Regions from separate parts of the Danio rerio genome. Here region 1 is linked to region 2. A link is a contact called in public HiChIP or PLAC-seq data. All regions are on one chromosome and are shown on one strand. The core of a region is the stretch at or near the end of the contact, and the rest is flanking DNA. Distances in the headings are between cores, read along the strand shown.

Region 1 (5,549 bases), core at 1,789-4,288, 78 kb before region 2:
CTGTCTGGCTGTCTGTCTGTCATGTCCTGTGTGTCTGGTTATTTGTCAGTCTGTCTGTATCTGTCTGTCTGTCTGTCATGTCCTGTGTGTCTGGTTATTTGTCAGTCAGTCTGTATGTTTGTCTATCTATCTCTCTTTGTCTGGCTGGCTGTCTGTCTATCTATCTCTCTCTTTGTCTGTCTGTCTATCTATTCATCTGTCCATCCGTCAGTCTGTCCATCCATCCGTCTATTATTTTCTATCAATCCATCCGTCCATCCATTTGTCTTTTTTCTTATTTGGAGTGAGATGCTAATGGTCTAATCTAATTCTATGATCTATGCTAAGTTAAGCTAAAATTGCTAAGCTAAAACCCCAGAGAATAGAGAATGGCTGAATTGATTAAAAAAAATGATAAAACTCAGCTGTTTAACTCTAGGGGAGCTGTCAAATGAGCCTATTTTATGAAAAAAAAGTTTTAATTTCAACATGTTTTTCCATTGAACGTGGTCATCTTTCCAGGTGAGCGTGGAGTGACTCTATCAGGAGGGCAGAAGCAGCGGATAGCGATCGCACGAGCACTGGTCAAAAACCCCAGCATTTTAATCCTGGACGAGGCCACGAGTGCGCTGGACGCAGAGTCTGAGCGTGTGGTTCAGGAGGCGTTGGACAGAGCCACGACAGGACGCACTGTTCTGATCATCGCCCACCGGCTCAGCACTATACAAGCAGCCGATCTCATCTGCGTCATGAGCAACGGACGCATCGTTGAGGTCAGGAAACACTCTACTAATAGACAAAGGGAATGTGTGGTTACAAAGCAATGTATTCTCGGAATTTGTGGAACCTGAATCAAATTGCTTTCTATAGGTTTATTGTATCATATACAGTCAAAATTATGATTTTTTTTTTCTTTTCAAATATTTCCCAAATTATGTTTAACAGAGCATTACATTTTTCACAGTATTAGCTATAATGTTTTTTTTTTTCTGGAGAAAGTCTTATTTGTTTTATTTTGGCTAGAATAAATGCAGTTTTTATTATTTTTAAAAATCATTTTAAGATATGATTTTATTATTAGCCCCCTTAAGCAGTTTTTTTCTCGATAGTCTACAGAACAAAGCATCGTTATACAATGACTTACCTAATTACCCTAAATTGCCTAATTAAACCATTTAACCTTGTTAAGCCTTCAAATGTCACATTAAGCTGAATACTTTGCGTTTGTAACCTGTTTTTCAAAAAGCACTACTATAAAATAGTCAGCTTTTTCTGTGGTGATTTGCATTGGTTTGCATTGTGAGCTTCTGAGCATGTCCGAAAACATGGTGGAACAATTTTGGAGTCAGTATAATTTTTTTAATGTTTTAAAATAAGCTAATTACACAGTAAAATAGAGGTAAAAAAAATTGTGAAATGTTATTGCAATATAAAATATCAGTTTTCTAATTTGAAAGTAGTTTAAATTTAATTTATTTCTGTGATTTTTAAAGCTGAATTTTTAATTTATTGTTTTTGTGTTTTTAAAGGCTGGAACACATCTGGAATTACTGAGCAAAGGAGGATTGTATGCAGAACTCATAAAGAGACAACGATCTAATGGACATAAATAAAATACTGTACTTAGTATATGTCACTACAAGTTATTTTGAACACAGAAATTCATTTGGTGCTCTGTCATATTGTAGCATATTGAATTTTTTTTAAAAGAAAGTTCTGTGTGTTTAGTTTTATCATCATTGTAAAATCAGTGTTGGTAAACAGTTTTTAAATAGTGTTTTTATTTCCCTAAACTCCAGACTGAAAGTATTTGAACCTTTTCTTTTTTAAATGAAAAGATTTTAGTGAGATGAAATGTACATTTTATTTTGAAAAATGTATCTGTTAATATCATTGTGTTGATAATCTTGTTTTCCTTGAAAATTAAGGTATAATAAAATTAAATATATTCTTCTGCATTCACATTGGTTACCATTTCCATTTTTAAATTACACACAAGTAATTAGAGATATTAAATATTTTATTTAGAATGCTTTTTTTAATTACTGTTGATATTGTTATACTAACGTGTTTAATTATTTAAATTAAATTAACAATAAAGAAGAGCATAGATTTGATCAGCTTTAGCATCGATTTTTACTAATTAACATTTCTCTTTTTTTTTTGTTATTTAGAGGTTTAGATTTAAATATTTTAATACTGAAGTATTTACTTATTTAATTTATTGTAGCATTGAGTAAGAGCATAGGTTAGATACGTTTTATTAGCATATATTCTTTTACTAATTGACATTTCTTCCTAAATTTTTTTGTCTAGTTTTTCGAAATATTATACATTTTTAGACAACAGAATACCACCATTTTAACAATGTTAGATCTTATGCGACACAGTGTTGTAAACGCGCTAGTAAATGTCAAAAATGTTGACACTTTATTGTAACATTTGTTTTAAGAGACATGATTATGAAAATAACATCATGATAAAAGATAAAAATTAATTTGGGTGTTATCGGAAAGTAAAAAGAACATTTTAAAGGAGTTAATACTTCGACCAGAAGTATTTGCACACAGACTTTTATTTCCAGCCAGCCAGCCCCAGGGCTTCCAGTGAGCTGTCTTTCCATTATAACTATCGCCACGTTTTTTATCTGATTTCTTTAAAAATCTTTTTTTTTTTACTGCCTGGTTGAGATAAAAAGTGGGTCTCAGACCAGACAAGAAGCACTGAATCAATTCAATTTTCCTCTGCCATGTCTTTTAAATAAAACTGTTTATTTTACCTCAGTATTTTTCAATTGAGTTTCAGCGCTCACCTGCTAATCCTGATTGTGCTAGCGGTTATATAGTCTTATCTTGTTTTACACTTGAACAACTAAATGAAAGCTTAAGTCTATTTAACTGAATGTATTTTAATGACATTGCAACATATATGCTGTAAAAGGAACCGTATGGCATTAAAAATAGTCATATAAAGCTTTCACCGGAAGTTTATGATTGGCTGCAGCTAAACCCGATCTGGTACTTTTATTTTGAAGCGCGTCTCAGCGGGTCGCCATCTTGTAGCTCTGCTCTCTTCATGTTGCGTACTACGCCCCTTGTTGATAAAAAACGACATTAATCAGCGGTACAATTAAACCCCTGCTTATTAATTCGTAGAAAAAACGAGCAGCCAGGACGTTTTAATAACTGGCTGAAACCATGCAAAAGTATGAGAAGCTGGAGAAGATAGGAGAGGGTGAGTAAAGCACTGTCTGGCCTGAATGTCTGAAGCTAACGATAAATTGGAGATTTATTTATACACCACTAACAATAACGAAGGTTTGTTGTCATAAGACGTCAACCGTCTGTCAATCTGCAAAGCATTTGTGCCTTTATGTGCTTGTGTACTGAAGCCTAAAAGTCTTAATCTGTGGAGATCGAGCTCATTTTGATGCAGCTGGCTTTGAATCGGATAAATCAGCACACCTTTCACACCTGCTAAATGACATTATCGCTGTTATTGAGAGAAATAGAGCTGGTAAAGTGATGATTTGTTATCCCGTTGATTGATATTTCATTTTAGCAACATTAACAGGGTTTTCTTTGATCCAGCAAATGCTGGTAGCCATGATGAAACGTAAAGTGTGTTTTCCTCTAGGGGGCGCGCGAGGGCTTAAAATAGGCTTTTCTCCTTTTGAGTTGTATTTACATCATAAAACAATATTTAGATTTTTTTTGTGAAGAGTCCTGTAATGAAAAGTTACCAATAGAAATATATGAATAAATATGGGTCAAATATTTCAATTAAATAAAACCAACCATTCAATCATATACGACAGTGATTGGTCTGCACTGATATTTGATGAGAAGGGTAATATATACCACGTGGTTCAAAAGGTTAAAAGTTACAATTATTTTAATAATTCTTTATAATAATTTCTACACAATTTAAATGACAGTTTTTATCAGGTTGCGAATCACAGGGAAGTTTGGGGAGATAGACCCCCCTAATTGACCACTGAAGAAGGTCAAAACAAGATGTATAGGGGGATCAGTTCTTTAACACTGAGAAATATTTCACTCTAATCTGTATTTTAAATAATAATGTTAATAATTAAAATAATAGATAATATAAATATAGATTTGACCACCCCTATAATGGTTCAAACCATTGTTAATGCATAATTGCGCCAATCAATTGCATCTATTTAAGAAGAAAGTCTTAAAGCGGCAGATCTAGAGCACCAATAGACATCATGTTCACCACACTTTGTTTTCTCATAAAAAAGATGTTGTATCTATATTTAGCCTGAAAATAAAATCAAATTCGATGCATTGTTTGTAGTTTAACCTTCAGTAACATCTGAAACAGCTAATCAGAGAATACTGTCGATCAGAATACACTAAATATCCCTCAAAACGCTGAAAGCTTAAATGCATTTTATCAATAAGCTAGATGTAATTAAAAATATTTTTTATTTATGTATTTGACATGGACATCACAATTACACTGGACAACCAAATGCATTTGTTTAAGTGTTTTAGCAAACTTGCTAATTCTCAACACCTGTCCACAGGAGGCTTAAAATTGACAAAATAGAAATATAATAAAACATACATAACATTACATTTCTTTACATAAAATTACTGCAGGAAAAAGCAAAGGCGACATGATCCAACTAACTAACGATAGACTATTTGTGCAAACACTGCTGTTTTGTTTTTATCCACTTTTTAAGAGCACTACTAAAAATATTTAGATTACTTTCTGCTTTAAAACTAACCGGTAAATCATAATATATTAACATTATTATTATTAGCATACATAAATTACTGAAGCGTGTATTACACAAACTAACAACTGACAAGCAGTTGAGCCTCCTGGTCGTCAATGTATAATTTGCACAGTTCTTTATCCCCCTAAACCACGCATTTGTTTTATTTTTATTTAACAGTTGTTCTGCGATAAATGTAAAATATGGTGATTATTATGATCATATATTTGTCATCTATATACATATTAGAAGGACATTTTTAATTTTGTAGAGAGTTGTGTGATAAAAAGTTACTAATAGAATTATATGAGTTAATATGGGTCACATTCAATCGAATAATACTAACCAATCAATCATAAAACGACAGTGATTGGTCTGCACTGATATTTGATGAAAGGGGTAACATACCATGTGGTTCACAAGGTTGAAAGTTACAATTATTTTTATAATTCTTTAGCATAATTTCTACTCAATTTAAATGAGTTTTTATCAGTGTGCAAATTACAGGAGAGTTTGGGGCGTTTGATGTGATTGGTAACGTGTACCGCCATTATTTAGTTTTTTTTTTACATAATTAACATCAAATTGAAATGGCAGTACAGGGTTCAACGCTATAGATTTTTTCTACAGGTCCGATCGGGCCAGTGGTTCAGATTTTTACTTGCCCTGGCAAAATTTTCACTGGCCCCACCAAAAAAAGGGAAGTTAATAGCTATTTTTTGCCACGTTTTAAATAATGTGTCAAAAAAAAAGTCTGTGAATCTACAATTTTAATACTTAAAATAAATTGTAAATAAAAGTGTTATGCAAACAAAAA
Region 2 (4,935 bases), core at 1,546-4,045:
AAAACTTGCACCTCGAAATTTTTTGGATTGTTTTTAACAATCCAAACTGCAACTGCTGTGAAAATGAATGGCCAAAAGGCATTAAAAGTTACACTTTTTAGATCACAAAAATGTCTCATTAAATGAAGAAAATGTTCACCCTAAATAATTTATTCCCCTTCATGTGATTCAAAACCTATATGACTTTCAAATTATGTCAGAAGATATTTTGAAGTATGGGCAAAAACGTGATTCAAAGTATATTTATTTGTGGTCCAGAGAAGACCGCAAGACGAGTTTATAATGACAAGACAATGATTTCTCAGTGTACTGTCTCTTTAAGACTGACATACTGCATTCTCATATACAGTAAAATGACAAACTGCAATAAAAGCAGCTATGTAAAGAAAACAATCTAGAAAGTTTGCTCACGTGATATTTAGTGTGTAAAAAAAAAAAAAAACAGCAGTGTTGAGTATCGGCTGAATGAAGAGTTCTGGAGAATTAGGTAAGCCTCGGTGAGCTATGACATGAGTGATGAGTAATTATAGACGACTCCGGGTTTAAAAATAGACTGCAGCTGGTGGCATCATTTCACAGGTTTGGACAGTCCATCTTAAGGTGGATCATCTTCCCCAGGATGCAACATGGCAGTTCAAATCATGTTTGAGTTTGAGCCTGAAGCATTGTGCGGACATTGTTGCGTGCATATTGCACCCTATTGTGGTAAAGCTGGAGTCTTTGGTATAAAATTGCACAATCAATTGACCATCATTGGTGGAACATCTTAGTATTGTTTGTGCAACACTTTTTTAATCAATTATGACAATTTAACTGCTATTTCTTTGAAGAAACAGAAAAATATAGATAGTGTGGTTAAGAACTATAGGTATTGGACCAAATTAGAAAGTCAATAGGGTATATGTGCACAGACTTTTAATTTTTAGTCAGCCGAGCCCAAACGCTTCCAGTGAACAGTGTCTTTCAAAATCACCATGTTTAAGGTCTCATTTCTTTAAAAATCAGTGATCTTCACTGCCTGATTGATATACGATATGAAATAGGTTGCATTAATTTCATTTTTTATGCCATTTCTCAATCTTAAATATTAAAATGTATTATACCCCAGTATTTGCTGCTGCTTCTGACAGCGCTTGTGTCTACATTGATCTCATTTTACGCTTAAACAATTAAATGAATGCTTAAGTCTATGTAACTTATTGTATTTTAATTTTATTACAACATCGATGTTGTAAAAGGAACCTTATGAAATTGAAAATAGTCATAAACCTTTCATCAGATGTTTATCATTGGCTGAAAAACACTAGGTGTGCATATAGTGCATTGACCAAGATTTGAGGAACATCATATGCAGCGTTCTAATTCACATATTATCCTTCCTAAATAGTAAATAGAATTAGTATGTTCCAAATCAGTCAGTGGTGTAAAGTAACTAATTACAAATACTCAAACTACTGTAATTGAGTAGATATTCTCAGGAATTGTAACTTATTAAGTCATTTTAAAAATGTGTACTTTCACTTCTTGAGTACATTGTTAGTGCAGAATCCGGCCACACACGGTTAAAAAATGTAAACATACCACAAACATGGCGAAGGCGTACAACCAAAGGTATGTGGCAAATATTTGGTAAAGATGCTAGAATGACTGTTAAGATCTTTCTGGAATATATTGAATTAATATTTTCAATGTTATATTTAATCTGCAACAGGGTACGAATTATACATTGCTGGATGGAGGGGGGGTACAGTAACGTCTGATTAGCTCTTTCAGAGGTTACTTCAGATTATATATTATTTTATATTACTTAATATTATTATTATATTATTGTAGAACTACAAAAAAGGTGTCTAATTTGACTTTACTTTTGGGCTATATCTACATACAAACATAAAACATATTTTACTTGAAGAGTGTTTTTACGATGGTGTATATCAGACCGTTGAATTAGTATTTTTTTCTCACATACTCTGAATTTGTATTCACAATGGTATGAACCGCTATAGGGGTGGTAAAAGGTATATTTATATTATCTATTATTTTTATTATTAACATTATTATTTAAAATACAAATCAGTTAAAACAATATCTTGCTTTGTTGAGAGCTGACCCCCCCATGCATCTGGTTTTGACGTCTTTCAGGGGGGATCAAGAGTTAATTAGGGGGGGTCAATCCCCCGTAAACCCCCCTGTAATTCGCACCCTGCTTATAAAGACATGTTTAGTCAATAACTTCTGAATGCATACTTATGCAGAGATTTCTCCGATTGAAAAACTTTTGAATAGAATAATATGCTGCTGCATCTTCAATATTGTAGAAAATTAAATATGAAAGAAATGTGAACGATGTGTCGAGATGATTGACCGGGCTCATAACTAAGCAACAAAATGGTCCATTAATAAGGAAGTAGTACATCCCAAAGCTTGCATACATTGCATACACTCTTTTTTTTTTTAAAAGCATACTTTCAGAATAAATTGGAACACAGCAATACTATTATTTCCCCTACTGTTGTTAATAAAATAAGCTTTTCTTCGAGGAAACAGCTCTTTGTAATGAAATAAAGTGGTTGAAGGGGGTTTCCATTATCTCAGCTGCACACGCATCTTCTAAAAATGACAGGGTGTCACCTTACTGTGGGTATTTATACACTGAATACGCAGTGAGTTGGTGTGGTGCCCTCTTCCAACCCCTCTGCCCTTATTTCCAGTCGTTCCCTCTGTGTCTGGCCTTTGAACCTTGCGTTCCCGATAAACAGCAAGGGTGGAGCTTCTATATTCTCCAAAACGTCCATGAAGCTCCTGTCAGAGGGTGAGTCTGTCCTATCCGAGCATCTCCCAGGGCCCACCACGGCCCCACAATCCAACGTCCCACCCCAACACCCCTAAAGAGAAACCCACCGAAGCAGGACCTAAGGATTTTGGCAGTTCTGGTCTAGGGTCCTCATCGGTTTTCAAGGACAAGCATGGCTGATAAACTGGGACTGGCAGGTGTGGCGGACGAGCCCAGCGCCATGAACATCTTCTCTCTGCTGGAGAGGGTGTCCGGGATCATAGACAATGTTCAGGCCTGCCAGCAGCGGATGGAGGAGAGGCAGCTGGAGCTGGAGAACACCGTCAAGACCATCCAAGCAGATGTAGTCAAGCTGACGAAGGAGCACACGGCGACCAGTGGCACCGTGGAGAAACTTCTGGAGAAAACACGCAAGGTCAGCTGCCACATCAAGGACGTCCGCGTGCGGGTGGAGAAGCAGAACGTTCGAGTCAAGAAGGTGGAGGAAACCCAAGTCGAGCTGCTGAATAAGAACAAGTTCCGTGTCGTCATCTACCAGGTAAATAATGACAATCACTTCAATTTTAGTGGAATATGAGTGTTTCTGGACTTGGTTATTCTGGGTTCCAATTAAAGGTTGGATCTCTGAATGAGGCCTAAATGTGTGGTGACATTTTGGAGGCAAACAAGCTCACTTAGTGAGCACAGAAGCCAAACCAAGCAGCTCTCTGCTGGTCAATACTGTAAAACAAGCTGAAAACAAGTCAGCTCTGAATATGCAACTGGATTTCCATTGGAATGACTCAATTAAACTTGGTCAAGAATTGGTAAATGTGATTGCACCTTAATTCTTTGAAACACATAAGTATATACCTTTAATTACTTTTAACTTGAGCAAAATGAGTCATCAAATATAGACTCGGGACGCAAAGTTTTGCATGATCCGAGACAAATCACGATACACTAGAAGGTCACGTGGCCAGCTGCCAAAAGCAATACAGCAGGAATGTTCTGCCAGTCCCCGCTGAGAATAGAGGATTAGGTTGGCGGCCATTTTATCTGATATGTGGCAGGATGTCTGGCGTAATACGCAGATAAAGTGCGTAATGTGATCCATGAGGGAGTAAAAACGAATTAATATTCACTTTTTAGAGTTTCGAGAACGGACTATGAAGGGTTGCTGTTGTTTTAAATGAGGCTAGATGGAAGAAATGCGATTAGGATTGAGTGCAGAAAATTATGAAATCATCCAGGAATGTTGCTAAATCTGGTTATGCTGCGTCTTGATTCAATCTTTGGGTATTTTGAAGGTCCAGTGTAATTGTAAAGCAGATCAATGGACATTAAAACACCAATCAAATAAGATGTTACTTTGTTTCTCTACTTTTATAGACTGAATCTGTATAAATGCAACCATTATGAGAGGAAAAACTACATTAAAATATGTCAGCTACTGGTCTACATCATTATAGGAAAAGTGTATTTCATTTCCCATATAGGAGTGTTTTCTTTAAGGCATTGGAGCAATCAGTGTAGGCGTATTAGTGTTTTCTTTTTTTGAAACAATCACAGTTTTAATGAGTGCCCATGGGTTTGATCATCTCTTGAACCGAGCAGAACAGCTGACAGATTTGTTCAGGGTTATTCTGAGAGCTGCACTGAAGCTTCATGTCCTAATATAGTGTTATCGTGTCCGACAGAGCGATGGTTAAAAAAGCTGCAGACAGAGTCTTTAATCAGCAATCGAACAGCGGCAGTTTGTTAGCGATAGACTTGTTTTATATATAAAAAAGTTGTTCAGAAGCGGGGACATGGAAAGAGTGGTTCAACCTTAACTGGCTTCAGTCCATGAATGCTGGTGATAGATGTAATTTGATTAACTTATTTTGCTTCATAGTGATTAAACACTGGCCTATGATAGGTGAATGATATGGATGTGTTATGCAATGGCACACTAGTACTTCTTTATGTAAATCTTTATAAAAAAAATATTCTAAAATAAAGCCTGTAAATCGATTAACTGAAGTTAATTGTAAGCCACTGATCGATAACTCTTTATTTCTGCTATTTTTAAGCTCTAGGTGTGTGGGATATTGACCAAAAAAAAAAAAAAAAGAAGTTGTGTTTTTGTTGGTTACTTTGGCTGGTTTAGGCCTGTCATG

The links. HiChIP or PLAC-seq counts read pairs in DNA pulled down with a chosen protein or histone mark.
Region 1: an H3K4me3 HiChIP or PLAC-seq map of gastrula embryo shows a contact between it and region 2, with 4 times the contacts expected there. The contact joins the promoter of cdk5 here to the promoter of cavin4b in region 2. A contact is called at or near these places in 2 of 4 datasets of contacts at active chromatin or transcription factors (embryo and gastrula embryo).

Annotation. Positions count from the first base shown.
Region 1 is chr24:37,960,153-37,965,701 of GRCz12tu, reverse strand. It overlaps cdk5 (cyclin dependent kinase 5), which reads left to right and starts at 3,038. Exons shown (of 12, transcript NM_131719.2): 1 at 3,038-3,213. The coding sequence starts at 3,177. All of the region lies in intron 13 of agap3 (ArfGAP with GTPase domain, ankyrin repeat and PH domain 3), which reads left to right. It overlaps abcb8 (ATP-binding cassette, sub-family B (MDR/TAP), member 8), which reads left to right. Exons shown (of 16, transcript NM_001017544.1): 15 at 502-752; 16 at 1,509-1,940. The coding sequence ends at 1,592.
Region 2 is chr24:37,882,991-37,887,925 of GRCz12tu, reverse strand. It overlaps cavin4b (caveolae associated protein 4b), which reads left to right and starts at 2,795. Exons shown (of 2, transcript NM_001008579.1): 1 at 2,795-3,332. The coding sequence starts at 2,967. The region is part of intron 13 of agap3 (ArfGAP with GTPase domain, ankyrin repeat and PH domain 3); the gene reads left to right.